Linked DNA regions of Hordeum vulgare: region 2 is linked to region 1. The links are chromatin contacts, called in public Hi-C maps. All regions are on one chromosome and are shown on one strand. The core of a region is the stretch at or near the end of the contact, and the rest is flanking DNA. Distances in the headings are between cores, read along the strand shown. Region 1 holds the start of LOC123398564 (thylakoidal processing peptidase 1, chloroplastic-like). Region 2 holds the start of LOC123395341 (junctophilin-4-like).

What was found. Hi-C and Micro-C count contacts between places; a contact is called where the count stands out from the background.
Region 2: a Hi-C map of seedling shows a contact between it and region 1, with 7 times the contacts expected there. The contact joins the promoter of LOC123395341 here to the promoter of LOC123398564 in region 1. A contact is called at or near these places in 2 of 6 Hi-C or Micro-C datasets (leaf and seedling).

The regions. Positions count from the first base shown.
Region 1 is chr5H:457,710,849-457,717,285 of MorexV3_pseudomolecules_assembly, reverse strand. LOC123398564 (thylakoidal processing peptidase 1, chloroplastic-like) reads left to right here and starts at 2,826. Exons shown (of 6, transcript XM_045093024.1): 1 at 2,826-3,983; 2 at 4,076-4,144; 3 at 4,230-4,298; 4 at 4,436-4,522; 5 at 5,028-5,095; 6 at 5,190-5,723. The coding sequence starts at 3,156. The coding sequence ends at 5,313. LOC123398565 (nuclear pore complex protein NUP58-like) reads left to right here. Exons shown (of 6, transcript XM_045093025.1): 6 at 41-406. The coding sequence ends at 73.
Region 2 is chr5H:457,969,496-457,976,092 of MorexV3_pseudomolecules_assembly, reverse strand. LOC123395341 (junctophilin-4-like) reads left to right here and starts at 4,185. Exons shown (of 3, transcript XM_045090335.1): 1 at 4,185-5,173; 2 at 5,373-5,601; 3 at 5,698-6,212. The coding sequence starts at 4,338. The coding sequence ends at 5,862.

The DNA.
Region 1 (6,437 bases), core at 1,577-4,076:
TGTCAATCTCATCACACCTTGTTATTTTCATGTGGTGCAGAAGGGGAGGTCAAAGGCCCGAGGCCGGCGCTAGACGTAACTTGATCGGCCGTGAAATGCGGGCGGGGCCGCCTCTTGTATCTCCTGTCTACTGAGAACAAAAAACTTGTAATTAATTTTCCAGGCAATTCTAGGAGAGCTATATATCTTGTCAAGTGCTTGGTACCAGATTCATTTATCTAAGGCTTGTTGTTAGCTTCGTTCCGGCTGTGGACCTCCTCAGTGATAACAGAGCTCAGCATTCCTATTTTTAGGGGCAACGGTTGTAAACTTGTATTAACAGTACAACTAGTTTGTGATTGCCCTCGAGTAATCTCAAGCCGTTGCAGAACCTTATTTATAATTAGAGCATAACTTTGAGGGGTTTCTTTTCTAGCTGGGCTATTGGCTGTTGGGTTAGGAGAAAATTGATCAACTTGATCAATATGTCCCAGTCAAATTTGAAGCAAAACCACGAAACTTATTTTGGGACTGAGGGAGTATTATTAGGATGAAGTTGTTGCGACTTGTCCCATTTTGGGGAACGGGCATGCCAGGTCGAGATTAATTACTACTCTCATATACTCCCTCATTAATTACTACTCTCATATGCTCCCTCCGTTCCTAAATATAAGTCTTTAATAGTTTCACTAATGGACTACATACGGATGTATATAGACATATTTTAGGTATAGATTCATTCATTTTGCTTCGTATGTAGACACCTAGTGAAATATCTTAAAAGACTTATATTTAGGTATGGAGGGAGTATATGGCACTCGGAGTGTGGTGTCAAGCATGAATGCACGGCACCAAAACTTAGTCCGAAGGCTGCTTCTGGTGGAAGAAAGGGATTGCACGCTGACTTGCCTTTTTAATTTTTTGCTCTGTTTCTCGTTTTGACTGGGGCGTGCTGATGAGTGAAGTTCCCGCTTCTGTGCACACAATGAGAGGAGGGTTGACGTTGACAAGCTAGTTTTCAACCCAAGCAGATGCATGTGTATATCCATCTCCTCTTTTCATTTATACGAACTGGGTGGTTTTCAGGCGCTGTCCACGTCTCACCTCCCCCGCAGATCACACACGGGCACGGTTGTCTTCGCCACGTTGCAGCCACGCAGAGCTGGCCAAATCTAGGAAGCCCTCGGTGACCGGAAAGCGTCCGTTCCTGTGTCCTTCCCTGCAAGTTCTAGCCATTTTTCTTTTTACATCCAATGCAAGGAAGATTCATCCACCTTTGGAGCGTCGAACATTTCACTGCAGCCGAACATGTCTAGCAGCAGCAGTAGTAGTAGCTACTGTTTTCTACTCCTAGTTAGGCAGGATCGGCTGAATTTGTTGTTGCATCGCTGTGGCACCGCACCGGCGCTCGTCATCTGATCGCGATCGCGACGGCTGGTCGCCCTTGCTCCTGCGCTGCGCGGAAGCCAATCGTCAGCGCTTACGACTGCCCCGACATCCGCGGCTCAGGATATATATATATATGTCCTTGTTATTAAGGAATCTTTTCGCTGGTGGATCACGGTTTTCCTACTCTCATCTCATCTTAATTCGTTGATGATGGTTGACATACTAGTGGAATTTGACCGGCTTTGCTTTACTGCCATGACCGCCAATCTCTGCCCGCTGAACCGACGCATGTTGCGCTTGTTTGACCCTCGCGTCTTTAAGGTAGAGAGAATCAATCCTCGTTGCATGTCAAACAAACAAACAAACGCTACTCCTCGCGGCTTTTGTTCTACTTTTGTGCCACCATCATAAGCCATACTACTTCTTCAGCCTCCTCGAGAATGCATGGGAACGCGCTGCCCCCCGTTTTCCCGATCCAGTTATCCGGTCGAAGCAAAAGCAATTCTGGTTGCCACCGTGTCCAACCAATCACTGGCCGCCTGGCCTCACTCACTGGGACACTGGAAGTTGCCGAGAAGCAGCCGAGCTATACCGATCACGTGCTGTAATAAAGCGACGGAGCCACTATGCACATTTAAAAAAAAAACATTGCTTCACGTTACCACCAACGGAGCCACTACAGACAAGCTGCAGCGGCGTTTAGTAGTCGCGACCTGCCTCTGCCTCTGCCTCTGCCTGGTCTAATTTGGCCTCGTTAAACTTTTCGACTCGTTTTCGCATTTCCATGGCAGCGGCGACGGACGGGCGGTTGAGCTTCGTCGTTTTTCCCCATGGTTTGCAAGATTCCTAAAACGTTTCAAAATAATAATAAAAAACAAATCCTCAAACGCAGGACGGCAGGAACATGCAAAGCTAAACTAGAATGAAATGTCATGGCGCTTTCGGCAAAGGAAATATGGGTTACCTCCCACCGAATGAGTTTCGTCAGAATGCTTGGAATGGATCAAGGATAATACGAGCAACCATGCAAGTCTAGAACTTGAAACTGGATGGGCCGGTCCCACCACGCAAAAATACGCGCCGATCGAGGCATTTTTTACGGTGTCATTTATAACCGACGACTTCTACAATTTCCCTGTTTCACAAAGACATTCAAATATTTTGCTTTAAAAAAAAAAAGACATTCAAATATTTTCTTCTACCGGTTTTGCATGGTGCAAATGTACTGCTTACTTGCAACTTAGAACCCAAAGCTCGGTACGAGATTCAAGTAGTAATAAGTTTGCTCATTTCTCACTGTTTTCTGCTGTTCGTTGAACTCATTTCAAATACACTTTTACTTGGACGCTGAAGCCATTTCCAGTATTACCTCAAAAACACTTGGGATCGCCACCTCACTGTCAAACAAACAGTGAGCGCGCACGCGTCTATAAACAGCACCCGCCACTCCGCCCCGCGCTTTCCCTCCCCCACAACACCCACACCGCCGCCTACCCCATTGACCGCCGCCGTTGACCTCGCCCTCCGGCGAGGCCGACTCGCCGGCAACCAGCCCCGCCTCCTCCGACTGACCCCACCTCACCTCCCCCGAGCCGCCACCTACCGACCCACCGCGCTCTCCCCCGGCTCGACGCCGCCTCGCCATCCCCCGCGCAGCCGCCCCGCCTGTCGAACACCGACGGCATGGTCTGCAATCAGTAGCCGACTGCGCCTCCCGTAGCTCCTTCTCCCCCGACCGCCCCATCCAGCTCCTCTCGGTAACACTACGGCTCCTCTGCTTGCTCGCCATGGCGATTCGCATCACCGTCTCCTACTCCGGCTACGTGGCGCAGAACCTCGCCGCGTCGCTCGGCCTCCGCTGCGGGTCCTCCGCCTCCGCCGGGTGCCGCTTCCTCCAGGAGGGGTCGTGGCGCCCCTTCTGCATCTTCACCTCCTCTCGCCACCAGCCCGACCGCCTCCGGACCAGCGCCGGTGACCGCCATGACACCGCCGACGACCACAACCACCCCAAGCCCCAGGCCCTCGCCGCCGCCGCCGCCGGAAGCCACTCCCTGTTCCCTTCGAGGCCCTACTCTTCGTCCAAGCCGCCGCCGCCGCCGCCTCTCGTCGTGGGATTGCTGTCGCTGCTCGCCCAGGGTTCGACGGCGGGGTCGTCGACGGCTGGAATCTCCGGCGCCGCGTCTCTGGCAGGCTCGTCGTCGATTTCGATCGGGCTGTTCAACCCGGCGCACCTCCTCCCGTTCTTGCAGACCGCGAGGTGGCTCCCCTGCAGCGACCTTGCCCCCTCCTCGTCTTCCGCGCCGTCGTCCCTTCCTCCCTCGCCGCCGCTGCCTTCGATCCGTCCCTTCAACAAGACGTTGGGTGCTGTTCCAGCCGCCGGAGCTTCTGCTTCTGCTTCCGGCGCAATTGCCCGAAACATCGGTGCCAGTGCCGCGATGAGCAGGAGCAACTGGCTGTCCAAGTGGGTGAGCTCATGCTCCGACGACGCCAAGACGGCCTTCGCCGCCGTGACCGTGCCGCTGCTCTACAGCTCCTCCCTCGCTGAGCCGAGGTCTATTCCCTCCAAGTCCATGTACCCCACCTTCGATGTCGGTGATCGGATTCTCGCCGAGAAGGTAAAACATTTTAGGGAGAATTGTGATCTGATGATTAATTTGGTATTTTGCTTACTGGTTTCTGATCTTTGCTGTGATAATTTTATCCACAGGTGTCATATGTGTTCCGGGAACCGGAAATCTTGGACATTGTGATCTTCCGTGCTCCCCCAGCTCTTCAGGTGTGATGTTTTCCGGTCTCTCTAATTTAGTTTTCACACGATTCATAGTGAAATTGATGCTAACTTGAATGCAATGTTATGGCAGGATATGGGCTACAACTCAGGTGATGTGTTCATCAAGAGGGTTGTGGCCAAGGGAGGGGACTACGTCGAAGTAAGCTTTTATACCAATGGTCGTGCCTTGTGTTTGTTTCTTTGCGTTTGTTACTAATTGTTGTCCTACAAAAAGTTTGATTCTTTTGCTTGAGGCCTTGAGCTATACTAACAGTTGTTCCCTTGATTCTTCAATAGGTGCGTGATGGCAAGTTACTGGTAAACGGGGTACTTCAAGATGAAGAATTTGTGCTGGAGGCACACAACTATGAGATGGAACCATTGGTATGTTATTGTTATCTTCTGTCTCTAGTCTCTAGTGTCTACCACGACATATTTTGTAAGTATGTTGTAGCTGTACATCACATGATCTTTGAATATCCAGGCTTTGTTTGCGATCGCTGTGCTGAACTCGGTTGAATTGTGGGATCTGTAGTTAGTAAAAAAATTAGTTTACTAATGCAAATAATATTTTCCTCTTAATGTCTAAAGAAGAGATCTTTCTAGCCAACTGTTATACCAAATGAAAAGCCAATGCAATGACAGAAGGAGCCTTGGTTGAGCAGATTCCATGGAAATGTTGGATTTGTGCTCAAAGCAAACAGAGCCTGAAATTTTAGAATGAATTTGGCATAAAAGTTATCACTTATGTTACGTACCCGCCCCGCTAGTAGCATAGAATATCTCACCGAGCGTTGCGTATCTCCTTGTATGTTCAGACATGACAATGCCTATAGAGATGTCAGCCTTTCTGATTTCGTCCAACTAATCACTGCTGTTATTCTTGCAGCTTGTACCGGAAGGGTATGTGTTTGTGCTGGGAGACAACCGTAACAACAGCTTGGACTCCCACAACTGGTATGCTTCCGAACCAAGATCTGTTATCATCCTATATAAGCTTCAGATACATAAAATTCAGGTCTGATTTCTTTTGTGACCTGTGATGTTTCAGGGGCCCTCTTCCCGTGAGGAACATACTCGGGAGATCCGTGTTCCGGTACTGGCCACCGTCGAAGATAACGGATACAAGATACTACCAACCTGAAGCAGCGCTCTACGCGGTGGGGATGTCTTGACGAGCAGTGCCTCCGGCGACGCCGTGGCAACCAATGCGCTACGCCGATGGGCTGAGCTTCGATCCTCTCGTTTCATACGACGTCGTTGCTGTTCTTCGGGCGTTTGTATTTAGAAGTGTGAATTCCCTTTCCATTTGTTTTTTCGCTTGTTAAAACCACGAAAAGCTTAAGAGTCTTCAGAGGCTGAAAAACGGTCCCTGGTTATGTGTTGTAGAGAGCGGCCGCTGAGGTAGGGAACATTCATTTATTTTGCTTCAGGGCTGGACGATTTTGTTCTGCTTCCAGCAAGCTGGCTGGGAGATGTAAGGTACAGTAGTATATTTAAAAAGAGAAAAAAAAATGTAAGGTACGGTATATGTATATTAATATTAAAGAAAAAGGACAAATGCATGCAATGGCTGCTTTGTGAATTTGTTGTTTGTTTACTGAAACAGTTTTCTTTTTTGCTCACTGTCTGAACTGAGCTGGCATTGTGATTTAGTGAAGTGGTGTAGTCTGAAATTTCACCTGAATCATGGGTGAATTACTGCATTCTTTTAGCATGACAGTCATTGCACTCTTTTCGTATCACGTGAGTTGTGCAGCATCCCGTGCCGTTTACCGTTTCTGTCGCGCCATGTTCGATCGGAAACAGCCATAACAACATCCTAGGAAAGGTAACCAAAACGACACCAGATAACTGTTTTTAGGCCAACACGACCACAAATGGTGCGGCGCGGCCGTGTACGTTTGCGGATAAACAAACACAAAGCCCGGTCCAACACACGGAAGTAAGTGGACATTTGTCTGTTCTCTGTCCGTTTTTGTCTCATTTTCGATTTAAATTTAGGCCAAGTTTGCGTCAAAACGGACCGCGCGCGGCTGGACGGGATTCACACCCTTGTCCCCTGGCCCGTCCGTCGGGAACATAGGTGTCCATATTTTCTCTCCTCCCCCAAAACCCTCGCACGCCCCCCACTCCTTCCTCCGCCGTGCCCTCGAAGAAGCTGTGGTCGAAGCTCACGCCGGAGGAGCTGGCGCACCTCGACCGTGAATCAACCAAGCGGAGGGAATGGCGGAGCGCCGCGAAATATAGGAAGGCCGCGGACGAGTACTCCACCAAGGTCGGAGCAAGAAGAAAGCCA
Region 2 (6,597 bases), core at 2,936-5,435, 260 kb before region 1:
TCCTTCACCATCATTCATATTGTACTTGTCAAGTTCCCTTTGGAGCACATCCAAATTGGGTTTCTTGACGGACTCGGTACCTTCATGCATATCAACCAAAGTATCCCAAATATTCTTTGCATAATCAAGGCGGCTAATCTTGTTGAGCCCTTCGGGGCACAAAGAGTTGAAGAGCATGTCACATGCTTGAGCATTATACTGCAACATCTTCAACTCTTCCGCGACAGTTTCATGATATGGTTATTTTCCATCTTGAAAATAGTCACCTTGTGCACCAACACGAACAACAACCCAAACGGGAGGATTATGACCAAGAATATGCATTTTCATATTATACTTCCAACTAGCAAAATTAGTATCATCAAAGTATGGAGCTCCACGGTGATAATTTCCCTCAATAGACGCCATACTCTCCTTGGCATTCAAATCAAACCAATGGAGACCAAATCTCTCATACCACTCGTAGGATCACAAGTAGGTCTAAAGGGGGGTGGTATTAGACTACTTGACTAATAAAAAGCTAGACTTTTCCCAATTTTACTTCTTGACATATTTTAACAATTCTATCAAGTCTAATAGCACCATACACATGCAAGTTTAATATTGTGGCAGCGAAAATTAAAGACTTTGCACATGAAAATGGAGGAAGGCTTTGGAAATAATCAAATGCAAAGAAGCCACAATGATTTTTCTCGTCGTTTCGATAGGTGGTGCTATCGTACATCCACATTGGTGGAGACTTCAACACACATAGGGTAAAGGTTGCGTGAGTCCACAAAGGGCTCCACCCAAGAAGGCCCCCCGAAGAAGCAACCTTGTCTATGCTATCATGGCTTACATCGATGAAGGACTAGCCTCACTCAGGGTAGATCTTCACTAAGCACGCGATTTCCTTGCCCTTACAAACTCCTTGGTCTTTCGACTAACAAAGACAGATTGAAATAGTGTATATCTCGGAAGCCCATACATCTTTGGTATTTTGGGACACACATCTTCCACCATGACATCCAATGCATTCTCTTCTGATTGTGTTCGCATCAATGATTCATTTGCATTTTTTCATAAGAATTTTAAAAGACGGACATGGCATAAGTTGGGATAACTTGTACCACATATTTGAGCAAAAAATTCCTTCCCTCTAGCAGGCAACATTTTTATTTCCATGCACTCATTTTCATAATAATTTGATTAGTCAAGAATTGAAAGCAATCACTTTTTTCCATACCCACATTTGCAAGCAACCCCAAATGTTTTTCATTGAGAGCTTCAGTCATAATATTTAGAATCGTACAAATTTGTGCTTTATTTTCCGCTTTTGTATTGAGACTAAAAATTTGTTGGACTTTTCAACGCTCACCATTTGACCCGAGGTGACACATTAAGAATCCATGACTAATTTGAGTGCCTCTGCATTCTAGCATTGGCTTGCACAAGATCAAAGAGTCATTAGCAAATAGAAGATTTGAAATTGATGGAGCATCTCTATTAACCTTTATTCCAGAAATATTTTCATTCTCCTCCGCATTAGCTAAGAGAGCAGTCGGTCCCTCCGTACTTAACAAGAATAAGTATGGAGAGAGAGGATCTCCTTGCCCTCAATCTTCTCATATGTTTAAAACATTCAGTTTCTTCAATATTAAAACGACCCGATATTCCATAGAGAGTCACATTAGATAATTAAATCCACCCAGTTCTCTTGAAAACTCGGTTCCAACATATTTTCCTTCAAAAAAGACCACTCCACTCGGTCATATGCTTTGTGCACGCCCAGTATGATAGCCCACATGCTCTCTTTACCAGTCTTTTTTTTCTTTATTTTATGGTAGCACTCATTTGCCGCTAAAATATTGTCTGTAATCATTCTTCCAAACACAAACGCCTCTCTCAGTCGGGTTGATAATATCTGATAGGATTATCTTCAAACGAGCATCAATCATTTTTGAGATAACCTTATACACCACATGGCATAAACTGATTGGTCTAAACCGAGTTACCTTTTCGGGGAAATTAACCTTTGTGATCATTACAATTGCAATATTATTCCACCCATCATGTATAGAACAAGTAACCGCATGTAGTACCTCTTCGATCAAGTCATTTCCCAACATAGACCAAAACCTTTTGTAAAAATAGTGTGGATACCATCTGAACACGGTGTTTTTAAATCACAAATATCAAATAGAACCCTTCTAACCTCCTATGTCGTATAGGGAGCGAGAAGAGTATTATTCATTTCATCGATTACTTTCCTTTGGACAAGAGATAGAATCTTTGGGTTCTTTGTCTCTTTATCCTGCACCCAAACACCATTGTCATCAAGCAATTTTGTAATCTCACTTCTTTTTGTTCTAGTCGTTGCCACATTATGAAAAAGAGGTATTGCGGTCACCATGCAACAACTAGCGTGCACAACCACGTTGTAAGGAGTAGATCTCTTGTTGCTCCAAAAGATTTTCAGTGAGAACAAGAATTTCCTTTTGTCACACTTGAGAATCCGCATTCACCCCTTCACAATATTTTCAAATCTTATTTGAGCTTATTAATTCTTCTTTCTGGTCCCTCCAAAATATCATGATCCCAAGTATTCAAATCCACATGCACCGCCCAAGTACGATTAGCAATAGACGGCCCAATACCCAACATATTTGCTTTGTTCCACGATGTACGTACAATAACCACAACTATTTCTTGTTTGAGCCATTGACCTTCAAATTGTTTCGCTCGGCTCCTTGGGCGATTAAACATATTCCCATCATAATATTCTGTGTGTAGGATAAGAGGACGATGATCAGAGTGTACATGTTCTTCATTTATGACCACAACCCGGAGAAAATTATGATTAGACGAGGGGAATATCTAGTTGCATGTGAGTCACCTCGTGAGGAGGAGAAAACAAGTGCGAGATCCCTATAACCTGATTTGTAGCAAATGGTGTTGCCATGGTTGCATGTTTAGATCAACATAAATGTGTTTTCTGTGCCCCTCATGATTGATGAGAGCGAGAGCACAATTTTGCCAAATATATATACTCAAAACTCGTCGTTTTTAGTTTCTTCAAATCTTCAATTCCTCATTTGTACATTTCTTATCTTACGATTGACGAGATCACATAAAACTAAGAGCCCAAATTTTCTTCTTCTTGTGAAGCTATGTTAATTCATAACCGGGCCAGGTTTAAACTCTTGTCGGGCTCGGCCCGCGTCTTTTCTACAAAAAGAGTGGAAAGCACATCCAAGCCTCAATTTGTCGGAGCTATATGTTCTGCTTTGGTAATTATATTATATTATATTATTGGCACGATAAGTATGGTAGTAGAAGAAAAGTAGTAGTAGAGTGAAAGTTGCGGAGCGCTCTTTACTACTGTACCAGCACTAGCATTTTCTTCCCATCCATCTGTACTCCGCGAGCGCAATATACATTACCCCAAAAACCCACCCGTTTCACTTCCATATACTACTACAACAGAGAAAAGGCGTGCTCTCAAAAGACAGCGAGAAAGCATCAGGACACGACAGTTTATATTAACCCAAAAGTCCAGCGGTCAAAAAAGGCAATGCGCCAATGCACGCGGTGCCAGCCAGGAGGAGCCCCCAGCCGTTTCCAAGCCGTGCCGCACACGGCCACGGCCACGGCCGTCTCCATCCCCCCGCGCGCGCCAGTCCAGTTCGTTTTTCGGCCCCGTCGCCGCCTCCACCACTGTCCCTCCCTCCAACCGAAAGCGCCCCTCGCTCCGCCGCACATGCCAAGCCCCTTGGACGCACTCGCCTCACCGCACCGCACCGCGCCGCGCCCTACCCTACCCCTCTCCTCTCCTCTCCTAGCAGGGATTCAGATCCGAAACCCGCGGGCCCCACGCTCACACACAAAGCGCTCCCGGTCGGGTCGGGTCGGGTCGGGTCCGGGTCCGGTCCCGGCCAGCCCTCCGCGCGCAGGGACCAATCAAACACCCCCGCGAAACACCCGGGTCGCCATCCCGTGGGATCCGTCAACGACCCACTGACCCATCCCGAGCGCCCCACATGGCAGCGTCCCCAGCGCACCGCCTCCATACCGGGCCGGGCCGCCGCGGCATGGGGGCAGGAGCAGGATCCGCTAAGCCGCTTCCGGGTCTTAGGTCGGCGCCCGAGCTGGTCACCTCCCCCCGGTAGTTATAAGAGACCCCTCAGCCCGCCCTCCCCTCCTCTCTTCTCTCCGCTCCACCCACTCCCACCTCTGCTCCCCTCTCTGCTCCCGTCCCGATCTGCGTTCGCGGCCCCGGGGGCTCTCACGCCGGCGGCCGGCAAGATCCGTCAGAAATTGAGGAGCGCGACGGCGGCGGGGAGCGGCGGCGGCGAGCAATGGACGGCCACAACGGGGGCGGCGCGTGCGCCGGCGCCGGCAAGCTCACGCGGACGCCCTCCTCGCTGCTGCGCTCCCCGACTGTGCGCAACTGCTCCTCCTTCCAGGCGGTGCTGGTGGAGGACCCGGAGCCCGACGACAAGAAGTCGCAGGCCGCGGCGCAGCGCAAGGCCCCGCACCCGCACGCCGGCCCGGCCCACCCGGCCCTCGTCCTCGCGCTCCCGCTCGCCCTGCTCCTCCTGCTGCTCCTCCTCCGCGACGACCTCCACCTCCTCCTCCTCGCCGCCGCCGCCACCGCCGCGCTCGCCGCCGCCGCCGCAGCCGCGCGCCTCCTCCGCGGCCGCCTGCGGATGCGCCGCTCCCCGCAGACAGGCTCCGTGCAGTGGTTCATCGGCGACGACGACGACAAGCCGCACCACGCCCGGGACACCAGGGGCAAGGCCGCCGCCGCGCACGGCCGCGTCGTGCGGGAGGGCGTCGAGTTCTACAGCAATGGGGACTGCTACGAGGGTGAGTTCCACAAGGGCCGCTGCAACGGCAGCGGCGTCTACAACTTCTTCGGCAAGGGCAAGTACGAGGGCGACTGGGTTGACGGCAAGTACGACGGCTACGGCATCGAGAGCTGGGCGCGCGGCAGCCGCTACCGCGGCCAGTACCGCCAGGGCCTCCGCCACGGCCACGGGGTGTACCGATTCTACAGCGGCGACTGCTACGCGGGCGAGTGGGCCGGCGGCCAGAGCCACGGCATCGGCGCGCAGACCTGCTCGGACGGGAGCTCCTATGTAGGGGAGTTCAAGTGCGGCGTCAAGCACGGCCTTGGCAGCTACCATTTCCGGTGAGCATATTGCCAAATTCCCTGCTTTGATTTGGTCACGCCACTGTTTCCATATCTCAGCAACTGTTCGATTGCTTCATTAATACTAACCCCAACCACCTTATTATATATCTTCATCTTCATCATCACAGTAATAGTTCAAGCAACATCGGTGAGAAATTCCTAGTAATTTCTGACGTTCTGTTGCAATTTGTTTCAGAAATGGCGATCGCTTCGCCGGGGAGTACTTTGGGGACAAGATCCATGGGTTTGGGGTCTACCGCTTTGCCAATGGCCATTGCTACGAAGGCTCCTGGCATGAAGGCAAGAAGCAGGGATTCGGAATGTACACCTTTCGGAATGGCGACAAGCGATCGGGGGAGTGGGACTTTGGGACTCTCAAGAGCCCCCTGCCTCCCACCGATCCTTCCGTTGAGCGTGCCGTGCAGGTATTAAACCGATTTGCTTACACATAAAATCGCCCCCTAGGAGTCTTTACCTCTGCAAATCCTTGTGGAATTCTAATGGTTCCATTGTATGATCAGGCTGCACAACGGGCCGCGGAGAACGCCTTCCACCTGCCGAGAGTCGATGAGCAGGTGCACAAGGTGGTCATGGCCGCGAACAGGGCAGCCACGGCGGCCAGGGTGGCGGCGATCAAGGCAGTCCAGAACAGGATGGACGGGAAATTCTGCGATACCTATGTGTGAAGAGCGTGTGTGTTGAAGAAAACATGCCCCTTTCTTCTAACTGTACATTAGGGTAGTGGAGGACAATAACACTAATCGGTGAGAGTTTCAGACGACGACGACGACGAAGACGACCGGGGCGGCACAACCGCTTGCTCCGAGTCAGAGAGAGATCTGATCGGATCAGCAACAAAGAGGGAGCCTCCGAGGAGGAGCGGAGCTGACAAGTTTTGCATTTCAAAAACAGCTCAGATTCTGCGACGATCGCGATCGCGATCGATCGGTGGTCCCTTTCTTTCCCCCCTTCCAGCAAGCTGTAAATTGTACATAGATCCAAGTGTATCAATGGAAGAGCTGATTGATCATTTCCAGCTGATGAGTCTTTCCCTTCCTAGTTCATGCCACTTGCTGCATATCCTAAGTAGAGCAAGTTCCTCTGTGTGCATTGCACTTGCACATACCACGAATGTGCTTGCACCTGCAACATTTTCATCGCACCGATCTGAATCTTGACTGTGCCTGGGGTTGGACACCATGTGCAGTGATTCCCCATTTTGCAACGGTAGTAGTACAAGGAGGAGATGCACATGGGGGATTGTGAATAATTTCCTCCGGTCCTGCAACTTGTTATTAGCTTTGATAATGTTGGCCCCTACTATGATAGTTAGTAGCAGTATTATATTTCCAGTACCATTTGCTGTCTATCCATTCCCCGCATCTGAGCCCCACCGTGTTGATTCAAAACCAGCAGCGATT